Regions from separate parts of the Mus musculus genome. Here region 2 is linked to region 1. Evidence: chromatin contacts called from public HiChIP or PLAC-seq data. All regions are on one chromosome and are shown on one strand. The core of a region is the stretch at or near the end of the contact, and the rest is flanking DNA. Distances in the headings are between cores, read along the strand shown. Region 1 overlaps Tiam1 (T cell lymphoma invasion and metastasis 1). Region 2 has its middle 85 kb from the start of Tiam1.

What was found. HiChIP or PLAC-seq counts read pairs in DNA pulled down with a chosen protein or histone mark.
Region 2: a contact with region 1 is called in an H3K27ac HiChIP or PLAC-seq map of microglia, with 6 times the contacts expected there. The contact joins two enhancer-like sites. A contact is called at or near these places in 1 of 484 Hi-C or Micro-C datasets (nephron progenitors) and 4 of 115 datasets of contacts at active chromatin or transcription factors (bone marrow-derived macrophages, embryonic stem cells, microglia and 1 more).

What each region holds. Positions count from the first base shown.
Region 1 is chr16:89,869,524-89,875,583 of GRCm38.p6, reverse strand. The region is part of intron 6 of Tiam1 (T cell lymphoma invasion and metastasis 1); the gene reads left to right. Among named protein-coding and RNA genes, the nearest start is that of Gm52239, 78 kb to the right of the region's middle. Within about 2 kb of position 3,308, at least 112 of the 459 cell types and tissues checked have an H3K27ac peak or open chromatin away from gene starts, as enhancers often do. A contact at or near this core is called in bone marrow-derived macrophages and microglia, where this site is marked.
Region 2 is chr16:90,042,149-90,048,538 of GRCm38.p6, reverse strand. It overlaps a transcript of Tiam1 not described here. Among named protein-coding and RNA genes, the nearest start is that of Tiam1, 85 kb to the right of the region's middle. Within about 2 kb of position 4,343, at least 91 of the 459 cell types and tissues checked have an H3K27ac peak or open chromatin away from gene starts, as enhancers often do. A contact at or near this core is called in bone marrow-derived macrophages and microglia, where this site is marked.

The DNA.
Region 1 (6,060 bases), core at 2,059-4,558:
CCAAGCAGTAAGCACAGCTAACCTCTGAGCCATCTGTCCAGCTCCTCATACGAATATATCGACTCTTTGGTTAGTGCTTTCTGTTTATATTATAAAAGCAATTTCAGAAGATTCATTATAAAAAGTAATGGGAGCAAGGTGCTATTTCCTAAATCAGTAGTCAAGGGTCTGGGGACGAGTCTCAGTTGGTAGAGCGTTTGCAGAGTGTGCAAGAGGTCCTGACTTTACAGTCTAACTTTAATATTGCTCTCATACTTTGCTTCTTTAGAAAAGGTACCCTTTATTTTATTTATCCCCAGCAGGGCCCAGTTAAAGTCCATTGCAGTCTTGAAAGTGCTCCAAGTGGCCAGAGGGGATCTATGGGGGACGATGCAGGGGGTCACTCAGTAGATTGTTCTGATGCTCAGAAAGGCAGGAAGCCTCCAGGGTACACAGTAGATGTCAGGGCAGAGCTAACCCAAGCCCCTCTCTCCTGTCTCACACGCTCCTGTTTGTTGTCTGAGTGCTCTGCCAGTGCCACCACTGATCACAAGCAGTGGAGACAGGGAAGTGACCATCCTTTTCTGGTCCAAACAGTGGAACCATTCCTTGGGTACTCCTGTCAGTGGCCTGCGTGTCAGATGGTTACCTGACCAACAGGAAGGCCTCCTCTTCCTGTTCCTTTCCTCACCTCTGCTGTGAATTCCCACTAAAAGGACCTGCGTGGCCATAAAATTGCTAGCCGAGTCTACCCAGTAAGTCACATTGTACAAAATGCTTTCTGAGGCAACACAAGACCGTGTTTATAGAAACCTCGGACTTCTTTTAATGGGGGACTTTTATCCCACTTATGTGGGATAAAGGACAAAGTGAACCTTTTCAGAGGAAATTACTGTTGTTTGGGATCCGTGACGGCATTTTCTGCCATCCACTTATTGTAATCCACATAGCTCCCAGAGGGGCTCGATTTGAAAGAAACCTGTGTGTGCCCGGGTGAGGTTACAGCGAGGGAGATCAGCTGTGATTATGGAAATAATTTGTAGGTTATTTCAGCCCCAGGGCTCAATTCACTGCACAGTTTCCTGAGCCTGTGTGCTGCTGATTCGTCCCTGTTGCCCAGAGACCCACACACTCACCCTGGAAAAGAGATTCGTGTAACCCACAGAAGTAGAAAAAGGGGTTTTGTGTGAAGAGTGGGGGCGGGAATGAGGGAGTGTGCTGGAGTAGCTGATACAGAGGAAGTTTTATGCTGCCTGCAGAGTGTGGCTGTATCTCCTTCTCCCCTGAACTATTTTAATTAGAGCTCTTTCCTCCGACTTGATGTCAGAGGCAGCACCTACCACTTACACGGTCCAGTTTCCTCCCTGGCTTGCATCCGTTCATTCCTAGAGGATGCCGCAGTTCCTGACAGCTCAGCCCCTTGCAGGAAACATCCCAACGTGTGTTTTGCATTCCTGTGCCAAATGCCTGGGGAACTTAGCTACCAGACAGGACAAGAGAGATAGACACCTGACTGAGTAGAAAATGTGTGTGGTTGCGTATATAGAGGGGTAAGAAACGAGGGGCTTTAGCAGAAGTGCCTCACCTTTGTCTCACCTTTGTTTCTCTGTCACTTAGAAGACCATTTTTACTAGGCCACTTCCTGGATGTTATAAAAACTCATAAGAAGAAATGGTACTTTGTGTTATTAGAAGGAGACTTGAAAAGACTGCATCTGTACCATTTTCTTTAGTCACAGATGAAATGGTTGTGTGTCTGGTAGACAGTGGATTCTCAGTCAACACCATGAACGCTTAGTCTTTTGTAAGAATCACAAGGAAGATCCGTGCTCTTCCTAACCGTCCTGCTATTGAAGTCAAACATGGCTTCACTGAGAACAAGGGGCACTTTTGAGCTTCATCAAGCTCTGGGGATCCTTCTTCCAGGTGTCGGGCTTTAGGAAGGTCACAGAGGTCACAGACAAATGCCCAGGACAAGAAGACAGGGTTAGGGAATAGCCTGAAAGTCATCTACAGAAAGATGTAAAGTCTGTAGAAAAGATGGTGGAGGGGACTTGTGCAGACTGATGTCGCTCCCCTTCCTCTGGGCATCCTATCTGCAAGGGCCTCCTGCAGGGCAGCCTGCCTGCTGGCCATCACTCAGACCCATGGCTGGGGAGTACCCAGCTTTTCCCCTGTCCCTCTGCTCTGTTGTAAGTGCTCAGCGCCAGAGTTCTGTTACACTAGTGGCCCTTGCCATTTTCCTGTTTGAATATGAATCTGACCTCCTGGAGGCCACATCCGTCCCAGGTACTTGAGCCGTTTTCCTTGGTATTTGTAGACTTGTGCATCCTGTGCGCCTGTGGCCAGCCTGCCTGAGCAGCCTGCAGTGAGCTTTAATGTATCCATTCCCCTCTCGCACACCGTCCTTCCTCTCAGCCGTACTGTCAGCTCATTCTGAGTCCGCTAACTTAATCCCCACAACAGCGTTGACTCTGACCCCATAACCCTCCCCCACTTACTTGGTAGACTTTTCCACCCAAAGACAAAACACAGAACCTTAATTTCTTTTAAATGTCGTCTTTGTGGGTTTTGCCTTTGAAATGAGTTTGTTGCCCTCCCGATGGATCCAGATCCTCCTATGTTATACAGGCGGGGCAAACTCTATCTCAGGTCTCGACTTTGGCCGAAAGTGTGTTGATTTGGTTTATAACAGAGTCCTGTTTTTCCACTGCTGTGGATTGAATCTCTGCTCCCAGGATGCCCCTGGAAAACAGCTTTTGGTGGCAGCATGTTCAACCTCAGCTCCTGCCGGGAATGTGAGAACCCGCTCTTGTGTTACGGGATCTAATTCCAGGAGAGCAGGGCTTTCCTCAGGCAGCAATGCCCTCAGGAGGGCTCTGCCTCTGACCCAGGGCCCTCCACTGGACACAATTACTTTGGATACCAGGGTAGACATGAGGTTTTGCAGGGAGTCATGTTCAAGCCATACCAGGGACACTGAAGCGCTTCAAAGTCTGGGGCCTCCCGAGGTGTCGGGCCAGGGCAGAGCTGCCTCCAGGCACCTAATGGGGAAGAGAATGTGACAGGGCCAGAAGTTACTCTGTGGTTTGGCTCTGCCGCAGGCTGGTTTCAGCGGGTTGGACTTGTGACAGGGACAGCCCACCTCTGTCTCTCCACCACCTTGCTCCCCTTTCACCGTGACAAGGTTCCAGCTCCAGGTCCGCTGGCTTTTCTGGGGAGGCCGGAGGTTTAGAGGAGCTCCAGCGTCTCTGTCTTGCTTCCAGCCTCTCTGACTTTCAGCTGGAGACTCGCACCCAATACCTGGTGATCTAAGGCTCTGCCCACAGTTAGTCATGAGCCACCTCAGCCTGCCTGGCCGCGATCCGCTTGTGGTCAGTTACCCTCCCCCTCACCGCCTAGGGAGACGCCCGGTGGCCTTCTGTGTAGGCACTTCAGTTGATAGCTTTTGTGGTGTTTTCTCAGGGGCCCTCAGCTTTGTCTTCAGAGACTGATAACCATGTACTTCTTTGCTTGTGGCTAGCAGCCCCTGCCTCTCTGCTACTGACTTCCTATACTTAACTCTGCTTCTATAAAAAAATGACCCTCAGTTGGGGATGGGAAGTGAGTGAGCCTGTGTGCACTGTTGTGTGACCTCCCGTGGGGGTGGAGAACTTTCATGTTAGGTTCCCCAGATATTAAAAATGAGCACTTCATTAAGGCTTATATTTACAGAACTCATACACAGGATGAACAGGACCAAGAGGGAAAGGCCTTCGAAGAATCCACGCAGGACTCTCATTTTATCCAGCCTCTTAAAGATGGACGCTCTCCTTCCTTCCTTTTTTGTTCCTTTAAAAGTAAAAATAGACGTTTAACGTTCTGCAGAATTAATTCTCGTGCTTCTGTCAACTCTGTGCACCCCGAGTCTCAGTTCCCCAGTCTGGCCTTTGTTTTCTAGGGTTTCGTTTCTCCAGTTTAAATCGAGCCTCCCTTCCTGCCGCTCACGTAAACCATTGATTGTGTGAAATCACCAAGGGTCCTCCGTGCGGTGGGTAATCTGCAGCTAGATCTATTTAAATACATAATGAAGCCCCGAGCTTCATCATATCTCTGAGCACAGAAGGGCTCTTATGCAAATACATCTTTTTTGCTGATTATCTGTTGGCAAGGACTTCTCTTTTCCCCTCGCTGAACTTCATGTCGTATTTATAGCATCCACAGAAGGCAGCAGAAGAGTCACATTCTCTACCTGGCCACTGTCATAGAGTGACGTAGGGGATGGCTGTCAAGGTGGGCTGTCCAGGGTGGCCGGGCGAGGGTGAGCCAGGGTGTACGGGTAGGTGTGGGGGTCTCTCCTTCCTACCTTTGTGGCCCCTGGACTTGGGTGATGAGCAATCTCTTAGATCATGTCTCTGACATTTGCCTCCTATAAGGTTAGTGGGCTGAGCCACTTTCCCAAGTGTAAGGCTTTAGACTTCAGTTTATAGAGAGGCCACCCTGGACTCCGCTGTATTACGTTAGTAGTCTGCTGGGGTCATCTCAGAACTCTGGAGCCCATGAACTGATGAGGTATTTCAAGACTTTTCTCCACAGAGGTAGCTGCCGAGAGTAGTCAGCACGAAGGTTTCCCACCCTCTCATCAGGACCAGGCTCCCTTGAGCCGAGGACCGACTTTACTCAAGAGCCCATTTAGTGAGTTGTTCTGCTCTGAAATGAATTCAGCTTAACGACGGGGAATGTTTTATTTAGACAGGACAGCGGGAGCAAAATTTCTCACTAATGGAAACGCCTTCAGCCACTTAGATGGCTAAGACATGTCAGTGGTTAAAGGGGCTGATGGCTAAAAGTCTCTTAAACCTGCCGTCACATGTGTCTCTGGCTATAGGGGACTGACATTTTCCTCTGCCTTTGATTGTATTTTATTTATTTTTTCATGTATGTGCCAGTGCATTTGTGTGTTTAAGCCAGGGAACAGGAGCCATCCACTTTTATTTTATTTTATTTTAGAGACAGGGCCTTTTCATTGTCCCAGAACTCTCTGATTAGGCGAGGCTAGACTGGCCATCAAGCCTTTTGGTCTCCTGTGACTGTCTTCTGGCACTGAGCTTACAGGCATGCACCCCCACACTCAGCTCTGCCTTGGGAACGCTGGGTAAGCAACACTAAGCTAAAACCCTGCTCCCACCCCCTTCATCCCACTTCTTAAAGGAGAGATGGATGGAGGTAGCCTGTCTGACATCAGAACGAATGACCCTGCCCATGGCTGAGGTGGGCTGAGGTCCTCATAGGAGGAAGCAGAACTGATTCCCCTTTCTTTAATTCCAGTCTCTGGGGAATCTGCTACCCCCTTCTGGCCTCCTCCAGTACAGCACACACGGTGCACAGACATACCTGTAGATAAAACACATGCAAAAAATAAAAATAAATAAATCCCTCTTTTGAATGCTGCTACCATGTGTGTTCTGGCTCAGTTTTGCTGAGCATATGAATATGTTCAGTTGGTTCTATACCGTGAATTCATATAGTGGGCCACAAGGCGTCTGCGTACCCAGCTTTAGTCGGTTGTACATAACTGCTTTCTGAAGCATTTATTCCCACTCCGAGCAGCCAGAAATGCCAAGTGCACGGGGCCTCAAGCTGCCCTAAATGTTTGCCAACACCGGAGTTACTGGTTTCTTTTGTAGAAAATAATCCACGTTATTACTTTTCCATCTGAGTTGATTCTTTCACTAACAAAAATAAAAATGTGACCAGGCTTGGTGGCTCACCCTGGTAATCCCGTAGTCACTTGGGAGGCCAAGGATAAAAGATCAAGAGTTTGGGCCACCTAAGCTGTCTTAACCTGTCTCTGAAAACCAGCCCAGATAAACAAATAAAAATCAGGAAACATAACTCAGCCAATCAAAGCAGCCTCTCTTGGGGGGACGGGGGTGGGGCTGGGGGGGCAGGGCTCAGACAGTGCATCAGCCTGGCAGTGGCTGGAGGGGGTCACTGTTTGTGGGAGGAGCTTAAACTCTTTCAGGGGAAAGGTGTAAGACAAGGAACTTGACAGGGAAGATAAGGCTAAGTTCTTCAGGAGTCGGTGTTCTTGCTTCTATGC
Region 2 (6,390 bases), core at 3,094-5,593, 170 kb before region 1:
GGCCATGTGGACTGAGATAAGAGCAGCCTTTGCTATGGTAAAATTTCATCTAGTCACTAGACAAGTGTGTGTGTGTGTGTGTCCCTTGTGTTAGGATTACAGATGACATCCAGGATAGGTAGGGGATGCAGAAAAAAAAAATTCCAGTTTTTTTCAGATTGTTACCACGAAGTTGTACCTGCATGAAACAGCCGTTTGGACCAAATCCTGCTCCTTCTTCAGCAAACCCAAAGGGGAATGTGATACTAGTAAACTTAGAGTTAAAGAACATTCTAGAAGACTCTTCAATAAACAGTAAGTCTACAGAATGCTAAAGCCAACTGGGACAGAGTAATAAAGTGATTCTGGAGTCTTCTCTTTATAGAAAAGACAAACAAGCAACAAATGAATACTCCCTCGGTAAAACGTGGGCTAGGACTTGGAATTTTCATATCATGCTCTAGATTGAGATCTACTTACCGTTGCAGACCTTGTGACATTGGACGTTTCCTTCCTGCAGCTGGTGACATTTCCCACCAAAACATGCCCTTCTCCTTACTGGTCTTGAAGTTGCCTATAGCAACAGTGATTATCTGAGGACTTTCTTGCTTCTTAGAAAAGGATGTTACATTGCTGCTGGTATAGGGGTTGAGGGGTGGAGTGGGCGGTTTTCAGTTGACTTAGCTCCTCATCACTGTTGACTGACACGATGTGTAGCCCAGTAGAGCTTTCCTCAGGCTGACAGATTGCGTTTTAGTTCTTTAAGAGGAGATTATGAAGTTAAAAATATAACAATTACTCATTTTTACCTCATTCTTTCCTTGGTAAATCAATCCCCAGAAAACAGGCATGGGATTGGTCAGATGAGGAACTTTATGCTTCTCAGCCTTCGTGGTCCGTGAGCTATTTCATCCCCTCTTTAAGATATATTACACTGAGAATATATAGAAAATGGTAGTGGAATTTTATTGATGTGGTTTTTTTTAATGTTTTTATTAGGTATTTTCCTCATTTACATTTCCAATGCTATCCCAAAAGTCCCCCATACCCTCCCCCCTACTTCCCTACCCACCCATTCCCATCTTTTGGCCCTGGCGTTCCCCTGTACTGGGCATATAAAGTTTGCAAGTCCAATGGGCCTCTCTTTACAGTGATGACCGAATAGGCCATCTTTTGATACATATGCAGCTAGAGTCAAGAGCTCCGGGGTACTGGTTAGTTCATAATGTTGTTCCACCTATAGGGTTGCAGTTCCCTTTAGCTCCTTGGATACTTTCTCTAGCTCATCCATTGGGGGCTCTGTGATCCATCCAATAGCTGACTGTGAGCATCCACTTCTGTGTTTGCTAGGCCCCGGCATAGTCTCACAAGAGAGAGCTATATCTGGGTCCTTTCAGCAAAATCTTGCTAGTGTGTGCAATGGTGTCAGCGTTTGGAAGCTGATTATGGGATGGATCCCTGGGTATGGCAGTCTCTAGATGGTTTATTGATGTGTTTTAAGGCAGGAAGCTGTGTCCTCCAGTCACTGTTCTCGTCTGTGGATGCAGGCTCACTCAGCACAGTGTAAAACAAATATTTTTAGTGCCACCACTTAGGGCTGCATTAGAAGTTGTGGGTTCACTGCTGCTGTAGCCTCCCTGGGACAGCTCGTCTTCAGAGCTGTCCATGTAAACACAAGTCTGGTCGCTGGGAGCTGCAAAGCTTTAGAACTGATTTTCATGAGGTCTTTCACGTAATGAAATCTCATCAACGTCTTGTCTCCTGGCTGTTTTCACTCGAGGCCGAGGAGGGTCCAAGGAGGAACAGTTTAGGGAGCCTGTGGTTTCGCCTTGGCTTCTTTTTGGCTTGTGGGAGGCCGCATCCCGTGAGGTCCAGCTTTTATGAAATCTGTTCTAAATGACTTGAATGGGAGCCAGCGCAGCCTGATGTTTTCTGTTATGTAACCAGTCAGATTTATGTTGCATACAATGAAATTTCAAATCCCAGTTTTTAGGGGATTTCAAAGAGGCATAAGGGATGCTCTGAGCTTCCTGGAGAAGGAAGATTTGGGAAAGCCACCATAGTTCAAGGCTCATTATAGAAACCACAGCTATAAAACATGATGGTTTTTGGTCCCTAATGAATATCAGAAATATTTTTGAAGCTGATAGAGATTGAAAACTGATGGACCACAGGAGTCTGATATCTGGGGCATCCAATGCAGTGATACATGGGGTGGGTAACTTCTCAGGAGTGCCCAGTGCAACGGTGCATGGGGTGGGGTGGGTGGGTTGAGTCACATGACTTCTCCAATATGCCTGATGCAGTGATGCACAAGGTGGGCCATGAGACTTCTGGGGATGCCTGATGCAGTGGTGCATGGGAAGTCATGTGACTTCATTTGTTTTATGTATGTATATGTATGTATGTGTGTGTGTGTGTGTATGTGTTTGCACACGTGGTGCATGTGCAACAGGTAGAGTTCACAGATTAATTTGCAGGAATCAGGTCTTTAAACTCGTGGGATTGGTCCTCAGGGGTTACAGAAGCACCTTTATCCATTTACCCTTTTCTCCGCCTTAAATGTGATTTCTCCTCCTGGCAATTGCACTGGTCCTTTGCGCTGGCGAGATGGCACAGCAGGTAAAGGTGTTTGCTGTGAAGGCCTGGTGACCTGAGTTTGGCTCCTAGGACCTATGGAAAAGAGGAAGGAGAGAGTTGCTTGCACAGAATTATCTTCTGACTTCCACATGTGTGGTTTAGCTCATGCTCTGCCCCCAAACACTGACTTATAAAATTTCATTTTAAAAACGCAATCCTGAAGCGCAGTGCTGAGGACGGATTGGCCCGCAGGGGCAACAGCCAGTTCTAAAGAGCTCTGTGGGCTGCGGCTCTCCAAGGGAGTTGCTCTGTGGGAAGAGATTACTTCTCTCCACTTCTTCTGGTTTCATAGCATCTGTGGAGTAGTCCCTGAAATACCTGTTTATCATCTCTCGTCTGTTATGAGAAGGCCTAATTATTCCCAATGGTCAGAAGTGGTTAGGGAATGTGCAGGCCCGGCCACGTCCTTCACAGGGCTGTCAGTGACGCTTCCCTGTTCAAAGTTAGAGTCGTGAGATGAAGAGCGGGACCTATGGCTTCTGCCCATCAGGCAATTGTGATTTCTGTGGCCGCTACCCAAAGTGGTTAAATCCTGGGAGCAGGTACGCGTGAGATATGCTCGAGTCTGGGTTTGGGTACCTCAGTTCATTGCAGCTCTGAGTCAGAGTCGAGGTGTCACTGGTGTGACTTCAAGGTGTGGTGCTTTCATATTTGTGTGTGTGTGTGGCCTGGTGCAGGTCCTTTATCCAACCACTGCGTCTCCCTTCCTAAATCCTAGGGAGCTTGTTAAAATGAAGATGCTGAGGACCCCATCTTCCCAGAGGCGCTTCTTGGCCATGCTGGAATCCAGCTCCTTTGTGCTGTCTGCCACTGGCTTCGGCTTTGACCCAGGCCTCCTTACCTGCCCAGTTCTGGTCTTAGAAGAACCCTGCAGTGCTGCCTGCTCTTTCTCCTTGATAGCTGATCAACTTGTTCATCCCTCATCTTTGACCTTTAAGCCCAAGCAGTTTTTAGCAATTCCTACAGAAATTAGGTCACTTGAGCAAGAGTCCTCTGACTCTTAAGGTTCTCGTTTGGTAATCCAATGTAACCTGTCCCTCGTCTATAAGTCCACTCTTACAACGGCTGGGGTCTGGATCCCCCCCTCCCGACCTCATTGGAATATTTGTATTTTATTTATTTCAGAAATGTTTTTCTTTAGTAAAATTCATATTCTTTATTGGTGTGTCCAAAGACCGAATCCTAAATTAAAGTCCAAAACACATTGGCTTAACTGAACAAAAGGTTAGGTTTTTTTTTTTTTTTTTTTTCTATATGAAGTTGACTCCTAAATGACTATTATGGAACGGAGGTTCTTTCTACATTGTAGCTCTCCTATCTCTAACCTGTGCTCCAAGTTTATCATCTATGTTCTGCTAGCTAGAGATTAGTAGCAGAACACATTTCTGTTTCCTAGGGGCTGGGAAATATCGGGTAAAGTGCTGGGGTTTTTTTTCTTTTTTGATAAATTTTGCATTTTCACTAAGTGTTAGTGCTTATACTTCAGCAATCCTTGGGATACAGGGTCCCTTCAGCAGTGCCTTAGTCAATCCTCTGTGTCACGTTTTCAGTGTCCTTCAGTTGTGATGATCCGAGCACTTGACAGCTGATTTTTTTTCTTTTTTAAACGATGAAAAACGGAACAGTCCCTTCCGCACCGGAAAGAGAAGTTGAACAAGGAAGACACACTGAGTTTCTGCCCTTATCCTGAGTTTGCAGAGGAAGCATGGTGACTCGTGCGGCCACTGATTAGGCGACCAGCGGTCCCGTGGTCCTCGTGTTGCAGCTTCTCTGCTTTGCCGTGGTCCGCCTTCCCGATCTGAAAGAGAATCTTGATGGCCTCACTCTGCTCCCCTCGGTGCTCTGTGAGGCTCCTGGGACTAGAATGCCAAGCACAGGAAACACCAGCGTCTCCTTCCCTAGTCGTGGCCACAGTGGAGAGCTGTCAAGCTCACTTGTCTCTTGTAAGCTACTGACAACACATAAGGCTTCGCTTCAGGTCCTGGTTAGCATCGTTGATCTGGGAGCAGGGCAGCTCTGATGGCATCTGTTACAGACTTTGGGTTTTTGTTTTGTTTTGTTTTTTTTCCCCTCCTCAAGATAGGGTTTCTCGGCGGGCGTGGTGGCACACGCCTTTAATCCTAGCACTCGGGAGGCAGAGGCAGGTAGATTTTTGAGCTCGAGGCCAGCCTGGTCTACAAAGTGAGTTGCAGGACAGCCAGGGCTATACAGAGAAACCCTGTCTCAAACAAACAAACAACAACAACAACAAAATAGGGTTTCTCTATAGCCCTGGCTGTCCTGGAACTTGCTCTGTAGCCCAGGCTATCCGTGAATACAGAGATCTGCCCACCTGTGCCTCCTGAGGGCGAGGCTTAAAGGTGCTTGCCACCAAGCCCGGCTTGTTTTATTCCCTTCTTAACTTTCGTTGATTGATTGTGTGAGCATTCGTGGATGCATGCATGCCTCGTGTGTGTGTGTGTGTGTGTGTGTGTGTGTGTGTGTGTAGGTCAGAGGTCAATTCTATGGCCCTGGTTCTTTGATGCCATGGGATTTGGGGCTGAAACATAGAAAGATGTTCATCAGCCTTTGAGCAAGGACCTCAGCTCACTGAGCTGTCTCACGGGGCCGCGGTTTACTTTTAGAGCAGGGATTGGGATTATTTGGTTTCCAGAATGGGGCTGTATGTCACACATGGAGCGGAGAGGCAGAGAGCAGCGGTATGTGACGTGGGGTGGTGAGGGAGGGGCCGGCGAGTGGCTCATCAGGCTTCCTTGTTTCCATGGGGGCTTAGAACAGTTGGGACTTAGATAGGGTTTGAGCAGATTGCAGGTAAAGGGGAAACGATACTGGATTGTGAATACAGAGCCTTTGCCTGAGACTTTCCTTACGCTTCTGACTCAACACTGCCTGTTGCTAAGCTACTGAAAAATACAGCACAGGCTGGTGGATGCTACACTGAACATGGCTCCAATGCTAAGTAATGGCGGGTCGTAAATACTGGGCGTGAGTTTCTGTTACCCTCTCATTTCTTCCTCTTAATGATGTTAGGAGGTGTGACTTCTGTTTTGTCTCCTTTTTACCCAGTGAGGGAAACTGAGGCATGGAGAACGCAGGTAGTTACAAGGGGTCAAGTCCCTGGAGACAGTCTGAGTGGTGAGATCTTACCCCACCCGGGGTCCACTTGGTTCTGCTTTAGCCATTGCTTTCTTGGACAAGTACTTCAGGGAGAGAGACACCCTGCTCTCTCCTTACACATGGACTGCATGTCTTAGAGAAGTGGGCTCCTCTCTTGCGTCCGTCGTGATGATGATGTCGTCTGGGTTAGCACGCTGTGCTGCCAGCTTTGTGAGGATGTGGGTGAAGTCAGCTCTCCTTCTCGGTTCCCTTTGATGGTGTTTTTTTTTTTTTTTTTGCGCGAAGATAAGACAGGGCACTTATGCATACCAATGACTTGCCAACTGCAGTGTCTCTTGGGGATCTGCTCTCAGGATAGCACCAGTGGGATGTGTTGTAAATTACTGAGTGCTTTGGAAGTTTGTGGTACTCCTTCCGGGGTCAAGGGAAGATGGTGTTGGGTATCACTGAGGCCAGATCTGTGTTTGGTCATCTTGTCAATGCCCTTTTTCCCGTCCAGGTGTTTCTTAGGAGTTAATGGAGACAGCACATGACTTGGGCAGGTATCTGTTCTACAGAGGTTCATGCAGTGAGAACTTGGTCCCACATTGGCAGTCTTGGGAGGTGATGTGGAACATGTAAGCCATAGGTGGTCTTATGGGTTGACTGGGGCAT